Linked DNA regions of Mus musculus: regions 1, 3 and 4 are each linked to region 2. A link is a contact called in public Hi-C and promoter capture Hi-C data. All regions are on one chromosome and are shown on one strand. Each heading gives the region's core, a stretch centred on a gene start, on an enhancer-like site or on the middle of the called end of the contact. The rest is flanking DNA. Distances are from core to core; before and after follow the strand shown. Region 1 holds the start of Rps23rg1 (ribosomal protein S23, retrogene 1). Region 2 holds the start of Clec4g (C-type lectin domain family 4, member g). Region 3 holds the start of Mcoln1 (mucolipin 1). Region 4 holds the start of Pex11g (peroxisomal biogenesis factor 11 gamma).

Region 1 (3,435 bases), core at 383-2,882, 150 kb before region 2:
CTCCTGCCTCAACCTTTGGAATCTTCGGATTACAGCTGTGCACCACACCCACCAACTTCTTTTTATTTGCTCTCTCTCTCTCTCTCTCTCTCTCTCTCTCTCTCTCTCTCTCTCTCTCTCTCTCTCTCCCCTCCTATCATTGATTCAGGTGCAGCAGCAAATATGAGGTCAGAGGTCAACTTACAGGAGTTTGTTCTCCTTTCACTATGCTGTGAGGATTCAACTCAGATATCAGGCTTGTGCAGTGAGTGACCTCTCTTTGAGTCTCATTTGGCCCAGGATGATCTTGGACTTGTGAATCTCTAGCTTCTTCCTCCTGGGATCATAGCACCATGCCTGCTTTAGTCAATACTTGGGATGGAACCCAAGGCTTTTTGCAGGCCAAGTGCTCTACCAACTTAACCACAGCCCTAAGCCCTCAATCATTTCTTCCTATTATCTCCAATGTGTTATTGCAATAAACGAGTAAGAACATTCTTCCATTTCCCCTGTTCCTGTTCTTAGGAAAAACAAACACTAGACTTGACAACAGAGGCTCATAGCTGACTGGCTTCATTGTAGTGCTTGATACACTTGGCTAAGTTGCTCTGGTAAAAGGCGGAAAAGTTTAACACCCCTGGCAGTGGGTGGAAGGTCCTGTTTCATGGCACAGTTGGAAATTATTAGACAGGACAGCTGGGAGGGCTACTGGAAGCACAGAACAAATTCAGGATGTTCGAGGCTCTGGGTTCCAACCCAAGCACATTGCCCCACCTCAATCAAACAGCAAACCAAACCTGGTGACATGGCTGTAACCAGAGCACTCACGCGGTGGAAAGCAGAAGCTGAAGGCCACTTTTAGTGTGTTTGAGGCCAGCCTGGCTTACATGTCCCCCAACCCCCCAAATAGGACTGGGGGTATGGCTCAGTGGGTAAAGCACTTGCCAACCTGAGTTCAGGTCCCTAGAAACCTCATAAAGGTAGAATGGACTCCACAAATTATCCTCTGACCTACACACAGAGAGACTACACACCTGCTCTCACACATTAAAAACGTGCAAGATAAAAACTTGCTGGGCATGGTAGCACACTCTTTAATCCCATCATTCGTGAGGTGGAAGCAGGTGGATCTCTGTGAGTTTGAGGCCAGTCTGGTCTTTAAAGCCAGTTCCAGGACAGCCAGGGTTGTTACACATAGAAACCCTGTCTTGAAAAAACAAAATAAATAAGTAACTCTTTCTTTGACTTAAAAGGGGAGGTGGGGCGCCATGTGATTTGCACAACTTTTAATCCTAGTGAAAGATTATCCATTAGACTGACTCCCAGATAAGCAGACCAAGAGGGAGATCGGCCAGAGCTAGGTAACAAAGATAGCAAGCTCCGAGGATGGTAGCTTCTTCCTCGCCCTGCTGAGCTGAGACAAAAGCCTGGAGGCTTAAAACAAATGCCTTACATGCTTTTGTCTCCTGCCAGCAGGACTCTGCTGCTGGTCTGGGTCAGGTGTCCGAGGTCTGCTCAGGACGGTCACACAACAGTTCTGAGCCAATCAGCTACTCTGTCTTTCTTCAAACTGACCAACCGTAAAGTAGGGAAGAAAACTCAGACTTTAAACCCCCAGCCTTCATTGTCAACCTCTCTGCTTTGCAGAGAGTCTTTCTCTCACCCCAGATAAATGCCTGTCCTCAACTGCCGATTCTCTCTGCTGCTGTCAGCAGACTGGAGATTTCTCCACTGCCACCTGTCGTGCTTGAGGTTTGTCCTGCCTTTTAGTTAGTGAATTGGCAGAGAAAACGAACCGGATAAAGAACCCTAGACTGTATTACTAGGACTTTGAAGGCAGAGGCGCGTAGAACTCTGTGTATTCAAGGCCAGCCTGGTTTATATAGGCCAGCAAGTTTCAGGACAGCCAGGTCTACAAAATGAGACCCTGCCTCAGAAAGAAAAAGAAAGAAAGAAAGGAAGAGAGAAGAGAGGGAGGGGGGAAAGGAAAGAAGGAAGGAAGGAAGGAAGGAAGGAAGGAAGGAAGGAAGAAGTTAAAGAACGCAGCTTTGTATATATATTATTTTAGTATATATTTGTTTATTTACTTTGTGTGTGTCTATATGTGCGTGTAGAGTTCAGAGGAGAACTTGCAGAAATCGGTTCTCCCCTCCCACCATACGGATCCCTGCAATCTACCTCAGAGCAAGCAGTCGTTGGGGTGGGGTGGAGGATTTTTTTAAAGCCCCCTGCAGCCTCCGTTGCTTTCCACACTTTTAATATCTTACTTCAGTATGCAAATTTTTTCCAATCCTCTGTTCTTGTGGCTTTTTTCTATGGCTCAAACAAGTGGTGGGTCCTGAGTGGTTGTGTTGGAGTGGGGTGACACTCTCCGCAGGTGTGAGCACTCAGAGAGGCAGATAGACTGGGAGGATCACATACTGTTTCTGCTTCGTGTTTGTTCATGTTTGTAAGTATTGATTTTGTATGATCAGCTTTATTTACCTGAGTGCAACGGGGTGTTATATTTGAAGAACCTGTGTGTGTGTGTGTGTGTGTGTGTGTGCGTGCATGTGTGTAGGTGTGTATGTGTGTAGGTGTGTGTATGTGCATGTGTGTAGATGTGTGTGTGTGAGAGTGTGTGTGTAGGTGTGTCTGTATGTGTGTCTGTGCATATGTGTAGGTGTGTATGTGGGCATGTGTGTCTGTGTGTGTACATGTGTGTTTGTGTGTCTGTGTCTGTGTAGGTTTGTTTGTGTGTGTGTCTGTGCATGTGTGTATGTGTGTGTGTGCATATGTGTATGTGTGTGTGTAGGTTTGTTTGTGTGTGTGTCTGTGCATGTGTGTATGTGTGTATGTGTGTCTGTGCATGTGTGTCTGTGTGTATGTGTGTGTGTGCATGTGTGTCTGTGTGTGTAGGTATGTCTGTGTGTATGTGTGGTGTGTCTGTGCATATGTGTAGGTGTGTGTGTGCATGTGTGTAGGTGTGTGTGTGTGTGTGTGTGTGTGTGTGTAGTATAGAGATCTATCTTGGGTATAGTTCTTCAGGAGCCATTCCCCTTGTTGTTACTGTTTTTTTTTTTTAGTTTTTATTTAATTATTTATTTTATGTGTATGTTCGTAGACCTCATTGTCTGCATGAGCACTACACACACACACACACACACACACACACACACACACACACATTGCCTGGGCAGACCAAAAGAGGGCATTGAATTCCCTGGAACTAGAGATACAGGTAGTTGTGAACTCCCTAATGTGTGTGCTGGGAACCAATCATGTATTCCCTGAAGAGCAGACGGTGAGTGTTTAACCACTACATCATCTCTCCAGGCCTTTTAAAGAATTTTTAACTATACTTATTTATTTATTTTATGAGAGGGTGGGCACACATGGTACATGCCATGTGTCTTAGGGTGCCATTGCTGTGAACAGACACCATGACCAAGGCAACTCTTAGAAGGAAAACATTTA
Region 2 (3,580 bases), core at 382-2,881:
GACCTCTAACCATAAAATTATTTTCGTTGTTACTTTATAACTTTAATTTTTTTGCTGTTTTGAATTTCCATTCATAACATAAAAATCATATCATACAATCCATATGATTTCCGATGTCTCAGGCAAACCTGGTGAAACCCATGGGAACCATGGTTTATACTCATTGCTATCCAGGACCCCATGTGGTGCACCGCATAGGAAGCAAGTTTGTGCCTTACCTGCCAGGCAGCATAACTTGTCCCTGTAAAGGGATCACTCCGGTGGAGCGATGGTTCAGAGATGCTGTTCCAGAGAACCTGAGTTTGGTTCTTAGCACTCGCACCCACATGCAATGGCTCACAAGTGTCTCCAACTCCAGCTGTAGGGGATCTGATGCCATCTACCCACTGTGGGCACTTGTACACCCGCGGCATACCCTCAGACACAGACATGTACACATGAAAATACATCACTCACCACTGGACAGTAGGGTGCTCAGAATGAGAGCCCATAGAACTGTGGCCACCAGCAGAGCCAAGACCAGGAAGAAAAGTCTTTGTTTGTAGCACTCCCAACGTCCCAATTGCCCTAGTAGAACACAGATAAATTCTGGCTCTCTCCAGGACAGAGGTACAGACAGCTTAAGTACCCTCCTACCACCACACAACATAGTTAGAATTTTTTTAAATTTAATTTTAAAAATTAAAAAAGTCTTTAATTGGCTATTTTATTTTTTTACATTTCAAATATTATCCCCCTTCCTGGGTTTCCCTCCACAAACTCCCATCTCATTCCACCCCCCACTGCTTCTATGAGGGTGCTCCCATACCCACCTGCCCACTCCCACCTCACCACCCTAGACTTCCCCTACATTGGGGCACTGAGCCTTCACAGGTGGAACACAGACTGAAAGAAAGGCCATCCAGAGACTACCATATGCAGCCACCAAACCCAGACACTATTGCAGATGCCAAGAAGTGCTTGCTGACAGGAGCTTGAAATAGCTGTCTCCTGAGAGGCTCTGCCAGAGCCTGACAAATACAGAGGCTGATGCTTGCAGCCAACCACGGAACTGAGCATGGGGATCCCGATGGAGGAGTTAGAGGAAGGACTGAAGAAGGAGCTGAAGGGGTTTGCAACCCCATAGGAAGAACAACAATATAAACCAACCAGACCCTCCAGAGCTCCCAGGGACTAAACCATCAACCAAAGAGTTCACATGGAGGGACCCATGGCTCCAGCTGCATATTTAGCAGTCTTAGAATTCTTATGCCAGTGTAACCAGAATCTATGTAACAAGGTGTCTGTGGCTGGAGTGATACCTGTCCCCACACAGGTTTTCTGGGGGAGACTTGGGTGATGCTGTTTCTCAGTCCAGGACCCAGGACCCAGCCCTTAGGACCCTGGGAAGTCCTCACTCCAGGATGTGATGTCCCCATGCCTGTGCTGCGGGCACCACCATTCCACAGTTCTGTCCATACAGTGGTGTCTCCTGTATGGTTTTGCCGTTTCTTCTCCCCAGCCCTCCCAAACTGCAAACATTAGAACAGAAGAACCCATGGAGGACGATGGGGTGATTCTCTTTCTCCTACCTCTGGAGACCTCTTCAATTGCACTGCCCAGCTTGTTGTATTCACCAGTGTTCATGGTGGTGGTGGCGTCCAGCCCTGGACAGAGATATAAATTTAAGTCTCCACCCTAGCCCTATCCTATCTCCCTCCCTCCCTCCCTTCCTTCCTTTCCATGTCGGTGGCCTCAATACTTTTGTGTAGGAAGCCAGCTAATGGTCAGTCGCAGTGCTGGGCAAGGCTAGGACTGTGAGGGGCAGATCAAACCTCTGTGGCTTGATCATTGTAGCTGTGTTTCCTGCACAGAAGGTGTGACGACTCATCTTTTGGTGTCTATGGAGGCATAGACCAGGAACACAGCACCCATGCACAGATAGGAGACATACATAATGTATACACACAGTGCCAAGAAGATATGTGTTTGGTTTATACCAGTGGTTCTCAACCTTCTGTCTCTCTCTGTGTAAATGTATGTATGTGTGTGATTGTGGAGGTCAGAGGACAGATTGGAGTGTTGTTACCCAGGCACCATTTATCTTTTAAATATTGCATTTATTTAGTTATATTGTGTGTTTTGGGTTCTTGCATAGGATTAGAGATCCCTCTAATGTACATTCACCTGACAACGTGTGAGAATTGGTTTTCTCTCTACACCATGTGGATTCTGGGATCAAAGCCAAATTGCCAAACTTGGCAGCAAGCTCCTTTATTCATTGAGCTGTCATGGTGACCCCCATCCACCTTTTTTTTTTTTTGGAAACAGGGTCTCTCTCTCTTTTTTAAAGCTTTTAAAAGTTTATTGTAAGGTTCCCTTTGTTAAATTATGTAATTACTACCTAAAGCAATGTGATATATTTGAAGTTACATTTTTTATTGGATATTTTCTTCATTTACATTTCAAATGCTATCCCCTTTCCTAGTTTCCTCTCTAAAAGTCCCCTATACCCTCCCTCTGCCCTGTTCTCCAACCCACCCACTCCTGCTTCCTGGCCCTGGCATTCCCCTGTACTGGGGCATATAATTTTCGAAAGACCAAGGGCCTGTCCTCCCAATGATGGCCGACTAGGCCATCCTCTGCTACATATGCAGCTAGGGACACGAGCTCTGGGGGTACTGGTTAATTCATATTGTTGTTCCTCCTAGAGTGTTGCAGACCCCTTTAGTCCCTTGGGTACTTTCTCTAGCTCCTTCATTGGGGGCCCTGCGTTCCATCCAATAGATGACTGTGAGCATCCACTTCTGAATTTGCCAGACACTGGCATAGCCTCACAAGAGACAACTATATCAGGGTCCTGCCAACAAAATCTTGCTGGCATATGCAATAGTGTCTGGGTTTGGTGGTTGTTTATGGGATGGATCCCTGGGTGGGGCAGTCTCTGGATGGTCCTTCCTTCTATCTCAGCTCCGAACTTTGTCTCTGTGATTCCTTCCATGGGTATCTTGTTCCCCATTCTAAGAAGGAACAAAGTATCCACACTTTGGTCTTTCTTCTTCTTGAGTTTCATGTGGAAACAGGGTCTCTTAAAGGCTAAGTAATATAGGCTGGTCTCAAAGTCCGTGTCCAGGATGGTCTCTATGAGCCAGCATTGGAGAGCAGAACCCGCTGTCCTTCAGCAGGTAGCCCAGATAACTTACTTTTCTCTGGCAGATTTGGGCCTTCGTGGCTGAGGCTCTGTATCTTAAGCCTCTCAGCTCCTCTAAGAGGAGTTTAGTCACCTCTGGATAGTCCTCCTCAGTCTTGGGTCCCAGGTTTTTTCACAGGCAGGACGGGAGTATTCCAAGCCCATTGGCATTTCCATAAGATCCCTTGTTCCAGGAGCCTGGTAATGTGGGGCCGGATTCCGTTCTGGGCCTCCCTCAATATAGGATATTGGCACACAGACACCAGGGAGGCTTGGGCTCTGAGCTCCATATGGATAGGGGACTGGTTGGTGGCCCTCCCCATCCCTGCCATCTCAGGCTAGGCCTGGGGAAAGGCCTAGAATCACCAGTCTAGTTCCTGGGGTGCCCTGTCCAAGGTCTCAAACAACTTG
Region 3 (3,581 bases), core at 197-2,696, 220 kb before region 2:
TACCAGAACCAGTTCTCCTCACTGATGCACTATCTCTTCAGCCCCTCACTTTTATCCTGGGGCTCACAGACTGGTTAAACTGTTGGCCCCAGGCCCCAGGGATCCTCTCATCTCTGCCTCCACAATGCTGGGATTACAGGTACCAGGCCTTAGTTTTTACACAAATTCTAGGGATCTGAATTCAGATCTTCATGCTTTCATGGCAAGCACCTGAGCCAGTGAACCACCTCCCTGACTATTGCACCGAGCCATCTCCCTAGCCTCAATGCCTGGCTTTTGAGAAAGTATTATAATACTTACCAATGTTATTGGACTGCAAGGGCCATCATGCCATGTTTCCACAGCGCTGGGGACTGATCCCAGTTTGTGCCTGCTGAGCAAGCACCCTATCAACTGGGCTACATCCCCAGTACTGTGAGATGGTCTGAATTATTTCATTGAATCCTTTGTACAGCTCTGGGAGGCAGGTAATCCTGGGTGAATCCCGTTTTGCAAAGAACAAGAAAATTTCAATTGATTATTATTAATAATAAAAGGGCCAGGCAGTGGTAGTGCGTGCCTTTAATCCCAGCACTTGGGAGGCAGAGGCAGGCGGATTTCTGAGTTCGAGGCCAGCCTGGTCTACAGAGTGAGTTCCAGGACAGCTAGAACTATTACAGAGAAACCCTGTCTCGAAAAACCAAAATAAATAAATAAATAAATAAATAGAAATTAGCTCACAATTTAAGGCACGGTGGAAAGTTTTGAAGTGATGGTTAGATTTACACTCAAATTGTCTTCCTTGCAGAGCTGCGTTTTTAACTATCAAGTTCCAAGCAAGACTGCCATAAAGAGGTGAATGGCAGACCAGCGGTCAGTTTAAGTGGGAAGTTTTCTGGTCGTTGCAAAGCCTTGGGAAGTCACCAGGAGGTTCTAGAAGGTGGAAATTCTTTGGAGGTCCTGGACTCTCCGTAGGAGGAGACTGGCTGTAAAAGATAGGACTGAGGCTGTTGCAGTAGCGCAGAAAGTCTTTGGACTGTTAAAATACGGTTCTATTTGGTTTAGGAAACGGTTTGCTTGTAGCTCAGATGGGAGACAGAAAAGGTTTCTGGGAGTAGAGGGGCGGATATTTTCGGCTTAGGACGCCGGATCATCGCCGGACACTACTGAGGGTAACAGGTGAAGCTCTGGACTCAGAAGTTACAAGGCTGTCGCCGAGCCAGATCGGATCCAGTTCCCGCCACACCTAGAAGCCAGTGGGTCCCTCAGACCTTTTGTTAGAGTTGCTATCGGCACTAGGACCGCGCGACTATTTTTAGTCCACAAGCGGCCAGCGAGGGGCGCATGCGCACTGCTGGGAGGCTCTGCCCCGCCCCTTAGAAAGGGTCGCGCTTGTCACGTGTTCAGTTCAGGCGCCCCGCTCACGTGACCGCGGCGCATGTCAGCTGATGCGGGAGGGTTTGAAGCGGCGCCGGGAGGGAGCGAGGCTGCAGTGACCGCGGCGCGCGCTGGGACCCACCCGCGTCTCGCGCTCACCCTGCGGCCATGGCCACCCCGGCGGGCCGGCGCGCCTCAGGTGAGCGCGGGCGGCGGGAGGGCGCGCCCAGCTCAGCGACCTCGGGTGACTTCCGCTGCAGTCCAATACTGGAAGATGGGCTTTCGGCTTCTAGAACCTGGGCGGCGGGCGGGCCAGCATCTCCTACCTCAGGCGGAGAGCTTCTACCGATCCTAGAATCTGGGCGGCGGGTGGGCATCGAGCGTCCAGCTTAGTGTTCTGACTTTCAGGGCGGACTTCTCAGTGTTCCTATGGGAGATTGACGAATGATTCCTCCTAGAATCTGGGCAGTGGGTGCACAGCGACACCTCCGACCTTGGACGTCAAGCGCCCAACTTCCCGTTCGTCAATTCCAGTGCGGACTTCTCAGATGCTCCATAGGGGAGAGATGGGTAGATGGCTCCCAGAACCTGGGCTTCCAGTTCTCAAGTTTTTCAAGTCCTCATATGAGAGAGATAGACAGTAGCATCCTAGAACCTGGGTGGTGGGTGTGTACCAACAACATCTCTAACCTCAGGTGAACAGCTTGCATAGTACCCAGAACTCAGGTAGTACAGGTACCAGCAACTCTTGGCCTCAAGCACTGAGGGTCTACAGTTCCTAGAACTGGGTGGTGGGTGGACACCACTTCCCCAGCCTCTTTCTCCAAGCTCTCCATTTTTCCCTTTAAAGTGTGGTGCAGACTTATGGAGGAGAGATGGGCAGTTGGTTCTCAGAACCAGTGGGCAGGTCCCAGCCTTTAAAACCTCTGCAGAGAGCTTATTGTTGATGACAATTCTAAAGGCCAGTACAAACTTAGTTGCCTTATGAGAGAGAGATAGAGCGTCCAAAGAACTTGGACAGTGGGTGGGCTTAAGATTCTCCAGTTTAAGAGGGCAGGACTCCTGATAATCCCAGCCTCCACCTCCCTTGTGCTGGGATTCTAAGCATGTATCACCATGGATGGCTGTATTATTGTTATTACGAAACATTTCTTTCCAGGGTTGTTTGTGACCTGTGAGAGTATTGCCTTCCCCAACCTAGTCTCTTCTCAGTTTGTAAACAGGCGCCAGCCAGCCAGCCAGCCAGCTAGCTAGTTTCTTCCATTAGGACAGTATTTGAAGCCCGAGCTTTTGTTAGCGGTAGTTTGGTTTTGTTTGGATCAGGTTCTTAGTCTATAGACCCTGAACTTCTTTTACTTTTGTTTTTGTCTGTTTTGAGACAGAGTGTCTATGTAGCTCTGGGAGTTCTGGAATTCTGGTATCTGCCTTCTTTGCTTCCAGAATTCTGCCAGACTTGAACCTGTGATACTCCTTTTTCAGCCTCTGAGTACTGTGATTACAGGCCTAGTCGAGTCTTCCTCCTCCTCTTTCTCTCCTCCTTCTGGATTGAACCTAGGGCCATGTACCACACTACCACTGAGCTATGGCCCAAGCTATAGCCAAAGTTCTAGTTCCTCAGTTTGCCAGAACTCAGACAGCAACCTGCAATGAGACCCAAGGCTTCCCTTCTGGAAGCCAATGCCCAAATGTTCAGCCTCCCTGAACGTATAGGCAGGAATAGAGCTAAAGGGATGTTCTCCACAAATTAGGGGACTAAACTACAGTTCCTCAAACTCATACCTTCCTAAAATGAGATTGTGTGCTCCCAGTTTCCTGGCTTGTCACTAAGAAATCTGGGGATGGCATCTTGTGTTGATCTCTCACTGTGTGCTGCCTGCAGACATTCATGTGGGAGTTCTGGCTGGTAATGCCTGGGATGGGCTACGCTGTGATCTTAGCTAAGGCGTTACAGCCTGCCTTTGGTTTTCCTCCCTACTAGCTTGTAAACATGCTCATCTAGACTGAAAAGGGAGGAGCCAAGTAGGAACCACGGGTAGTGACGTGGCCCAGCCTTTCCTGGCAGCTTTGGGGCTGGAAGAGTTGCTCACAGATAGAATGCTTCTATAGCATTCCCCTCAGACCTAGCTATGCACTGAAGCATGGGCCATTTTCTGGTTGGTCTGGCAGGATTCTCAAAGTAGTTTCTAGATCTCAGCCTTAGAGGTAGATAGATGGTTTTAATTTCC
Region 4 (3,537 bases), core at 428-2,927, 250 kb before region 2:
TCTGTGGGAGACCAGAATCGGTTACCATGGTTCCAATCATGGCTGAGCTGCAATCCCCTACCACACACCCAGCCATGGACACTTTAGGATGGAAACTGGAAAGAGTTGCTGGGCACGGTGGATCAGGCCTATACTTGTCAGTACTTGAGAAACAGAGGCAGGAGGATCACCTCCAAGTTTAAGGCCAGCCTGGGCTACTGAGATCCTGTCTCAAAAAAACCCAGAAAGTTCTAAGAGTCATCAAACTGCCAACCCAATCTGAAAGGTTTTTATCTTTTGTTTCTTTCTTTTGGTTGCTGAGGCTGGGTCTCACGTTCACCTCACTCACTGCATAGCCCAGCAAGTCACTGCCATGCCCCTGCCTCAGCATCCGCAAGGCTGTAATAACAAGCATGGGGCACTTAATCTGGCTAAAACTGAAAGCTTCTTTCGTTCTCTCTTCCTTTTTTAAAAGATGTAACATTATTCTAATTTGTTAATTTGAGACGGGGTCTCCGTAGCCCAGGCTAACCAGACACCGTGGTCATGATTAGAATTCCTGATCCTCCTGTTTCCACCTCCCAAACTCTGGAATGAGAGGTGTACAAGCATCTGGTGTACTTGAGACTGAGACCAAATCGTGCACAATGCACAAGCACTCTACCAATTGAGCCAACATCCCAGGCAAGGCAGAAGTTAAGAGGAGAGCTTGACATCAAAATCCAAAAAGTGCCACATAGCCGGGTGTGGTGAGGCACACCTGTCATCCCAGCCAGTATTTGGGGAGCTGAGGCATAAGGACAAGAAAGTTCAGGGTCAGCCTGGACTACAAGGTAAGTTATAGGCAACCAGAACTTCATAACAAGGTCCTGTTTCAACAAAGAAAGAAGAGGGGAAGAGAGGAGAGGGGAAGGGGAGGGGGGGAAGAGTTGCCATGGGGAGTCCCATTAGAGTGCTAGCTTGCTCACCAATGGTTGAAATGACAGAAAACAAAACTATTTCCCACCTCCTGGGCTCTCCTTTGCCCACAGGCAGGGGCATAAGGCTCTTCCGCCTAGCTCTGCCTTTAGCAGGACTGAAAAAGCAGTCTAGGTGGCAAAATAGCCATTTGCTTGGAAGACTTTAGAGAGGGGCCATTCAGTAAGACACTTAGAACACGGAAATTTAGCAGGCTCACCGCCCTTGTATCTTTGTTTCTTTTGTTTTGAGACAGGGTATCCTGTAGCCCAGGCTGGCCTTGAACTCCTGATCTTTCCATTAGAAGTGCCGAGATCACTGGCTTGTGCCAATATATCTGGTTTGTGCGGTGCTGAGGAAGGACCTAAAGGTTTCGTCTATGCTAGGAATGCAGTGGGCTACAGTCCCAGATCTTTTATTATTTCACTTGCTTATCAGAAATGATTAGTTTCAAGCTGTGTGTGATGGCACACACCTGTAATCCCAGCAATTCGGGAGGCTGAGGTAGGAAGTTCTCAGGTAAGACACCAGCCTGCCGACAGCCTGCTGTCATGTAAGACACCGGTCCCTTTAGGACCCCCTCTCTGGCCTGTTTTCCTCATCTCTGAGACCTGACCAAACTCCAGGTCACTCCGGTCCCGCCAAGGCCCCAGACTTCCTCTCACCAGGCGGTCCCGGACCCGGTGGGACTCCAGCGCGGAAGCCAGACGGTTCAGCAGAGCCATGGCAACTCGGTCGTGACGTCACCCAGGGCGGGGTCAAACTCCTTTGGAAAGGTCCGAAGGTCCGCGCAGGCGCAACTGCCTGCCCTTTGTCCGAGTACTGCTACCTTGTAGGCGTGCTAGCCCGAACCCAGTTTGCAAATGTATTACTGCCACGTCTGTCCTCCCTGCCCACGGACACCCAGAATGACCTTCTAAGCCTGTTGAAATTCGCTCCACCGCTGCTTAGGCAACTCCGCAAGCAAAATGTTTCAAAAATTAATTCATTGCCTACGGGCGGGGGGGGGGGGGAGCGGGGAGTGGGGACAATCAAAAGCTTCACTTGTGGGCTTCATGTACCTGCTTTATCAGTTTGTCTGTTCTGAGCATCTGTGACTGGTGTACTCTCACAAGGCATCTTGATTTTCACTTTCTTTGAGGGGTGATTAGATTTCTTTCTTTTTTTTTTTTTTTTTTTTTGAGGATTTCATTTAGTTCACGCTATCTTTGAACTCACCATGTGCTCAAACTGGCCTTACACTCCTTATTTAGTCTCCCAAATGCTGGATGATAGGCATGTGGCACAAGGCTCCAAGACATCATTAGATATGTTATATTAGATATCATTAGTTACCTGGCTAAAAGGCACCTTTAGAAGAAAAATGAGCTCGGCAGGGAACAAGTACCTTTAATCCCAGCATTCAGGGGGCAGAGGTTCTCCGTGAGTTCCAGGCTAGCCAGATCTACATAGGGAGCTCTGGGCCAGCAGGATGGCACAGTTGGTAGAGGCGCATGTAGGTCAAGCCTGAAGACATGAGTTCCATCCTTGGGACTGGCATAGTTGAAAGTAAGAACCCACTCTGGTGCTAGCTGTCCTCTAACCTCCACAGTTATGGTGTGGTGCACATGCGCGTGTGTGTAAAAACAACTACAAAATAGTCAAAGTTCTCTTCCACTCTTCCTTCCAGGAAGGACAAAAGTTGATCGCTAAAGGTGTTTGATCCATATCTACCTGAGCAGGGCACCCAGAGAATTCACCTTAACCAGCTGTGTTTTGTTTTGTTTTGCTTTGTTTTGTTTTGTTTTTTTGTTGTGTTTGGAGGAGTGAAGACACAAGTATTTTGAGTATTTGTTTTGAAACAAGATCTTATGTAGTCCAAGCTGGGCTCCAACTGAATTAATTTGTAGCCAAGACTGGCCTTGGACTCCTCCTGGTCCTCCTGCCTCAACCTCAGAAGTGCTGGCATGACAGGTGTGTGCCACCAAGTCTGGTTTGTGTGGTGCTGGGATGGAACCCAGAGCTCTCTGCATGGTAAGCTAATGTTCTATACTGAGCCACATTCACAGACCCCAGAACAGTATTTTTTTTTAAAAAGATTTATTTATTATTATAAGTACACTGTAGCTGTCTTCAGATGCACCAGAAGGGGGCATCAGATCTCACTATGAATGGTTGTGAGCCATCATGTGGTTGCTGGGATTTGAACTCAGGGGCTTCAGAAGAGCAGTCGATGCTCTTAACCACTGAGCCATATATATATGTGTGTGTGTGTGTGTGTGTGTGTGTGTGTATAACATATATATATAATATATATAGTGTATAACAATAAATAATATGTATATATTATTTATTATATATATAATATATGTGTGTATAACATATATTATATATATATATAGTGTATAACAATAAATAATTTTTTTAAAAAGAGGGAAAAAGAAAGAAAGGAAAGGAAAAAGAAAAGACCCAGAATCAAGCAAAGAAATTATTTCACTCAGGTCAAATTATTTCACTCAGGTCTGATATGGTGAAGCAGTGAGTTTATTGAGGCTGCTTAAGGGAGCAGGGTAACGCAAAAAATCTCTAGAAAGCCACCCCAGACTGGAGGATGATTGAGAG

What was found. Hi-C and Micro-C count contacts between places; a contact is called where the count stands out from the background. Capture Hi-C pulls out chosen DNA fragments and counts their contacts.
Region 1: a promoter capture Hi-C map of pancreatic islet shows a contact between it and region 2. The contact joins the promoter of Rps23rg1 here to the promoter of Clec4g in region 2. A contact is called at or near these places in 3 of 39 promoter capture datasets (the C10 cell line, neutrophils and stem cell-derived epiblast-like cells), 4 of 484 Hi-C or Micro-C datasets (ECoMG-derived neutrophils, bone marrow-derived macrophages, macrophages and 1 more) and 3 of 9 other capture datasets (adipose tissue, liver and pancreatic islet).
Region 3: a promoter capture Hi-C map of liver shows a contact between it and region 2. The contact joins the promoter of Mcoln1 here to the promoter of Clec4g in region 2. A contact is called at or near these places in 5 of 39 promoter capture datasets (3T3-L1-derived adipocytes, the C10 cell line, embryonic stem cells and 2 more), 1 of 115 datasets of contacts at active chromatin or transcription factors (bone marrow-derived macrophages) and 2 of 9 other capture datasets (adipose tissue and liver).
Region 4: a Hi-C map of the HPC-7 cell line shows a contact between it and region 2, with 2.8 times the contacts expected there. The contact joins the promoter of Pex11g here to the promoter of Clec4g in region 2. A contact is called at or near these places in 14 of 39 promoter capture datasets (3T3-L1-derived adipocytes, the C10 cell line, the HPC-7 cell line and 11 more), 1 of 484 Hi-C or Micro-C datasets (the HPC-7 cell line), 3 of 115 datasets of contacts at active chromatin or transcription factors (bone marrow-derived macrophages, embryonic stem cells and microglia) and 1 of 9 other capture datasets (liver).

What each region holds. Positions count from the first base shown.
Region 1 is chr8:3,566,366-3,569,800 of GRCm38.p6, forward strand. It overlaps Rps23rg1 (ribosomal protein S23, retrogene 1), which reads left to right and starts at 1,633. Exons shown (of 6, transcript NM_001024728.2): 1 at 1,633-1,731.
Region 2 is chr8:3,719,020-3,722,599 of GRCm38.p6, forward strand. Clec4g (C-type lectin domain family 4, member g) reads right to left here and starts at 1,632. Exons shown (of 9, transcript NM_029465.3): 1 at 1,572-1,632; 2 at 457-567. The coding sequence starts at 1,626. All of the region lies in intron 4 of Gm16553 (a long non-coding RNA gene), which reads left to right.
Region 3 is chr8:3,499,073-3,502,653 of GRCm38.p6, forward strand. Mcoln1 (mucolipin 1) reads left to right here and starts at 1,447. Exons shown (of 14, transcript NM_053177.1): 1 at 1,447-1,555. The coding sequence starts at 1,525.
Region 4 is chr8:3,465,971-3,469,507 of GRCm38.p6, forward strand. It overlaps Pex11g (peroxisomal biogenesis factor 11 gamma), which reads right to left and starts at 1,678. Exons shown (of 5, transcript NM_026951.3): 1 at 1,602-1,678; 2 at 1. The coding sequence starts at 1,661. It also overlaps a transcript of Tex45 not described here.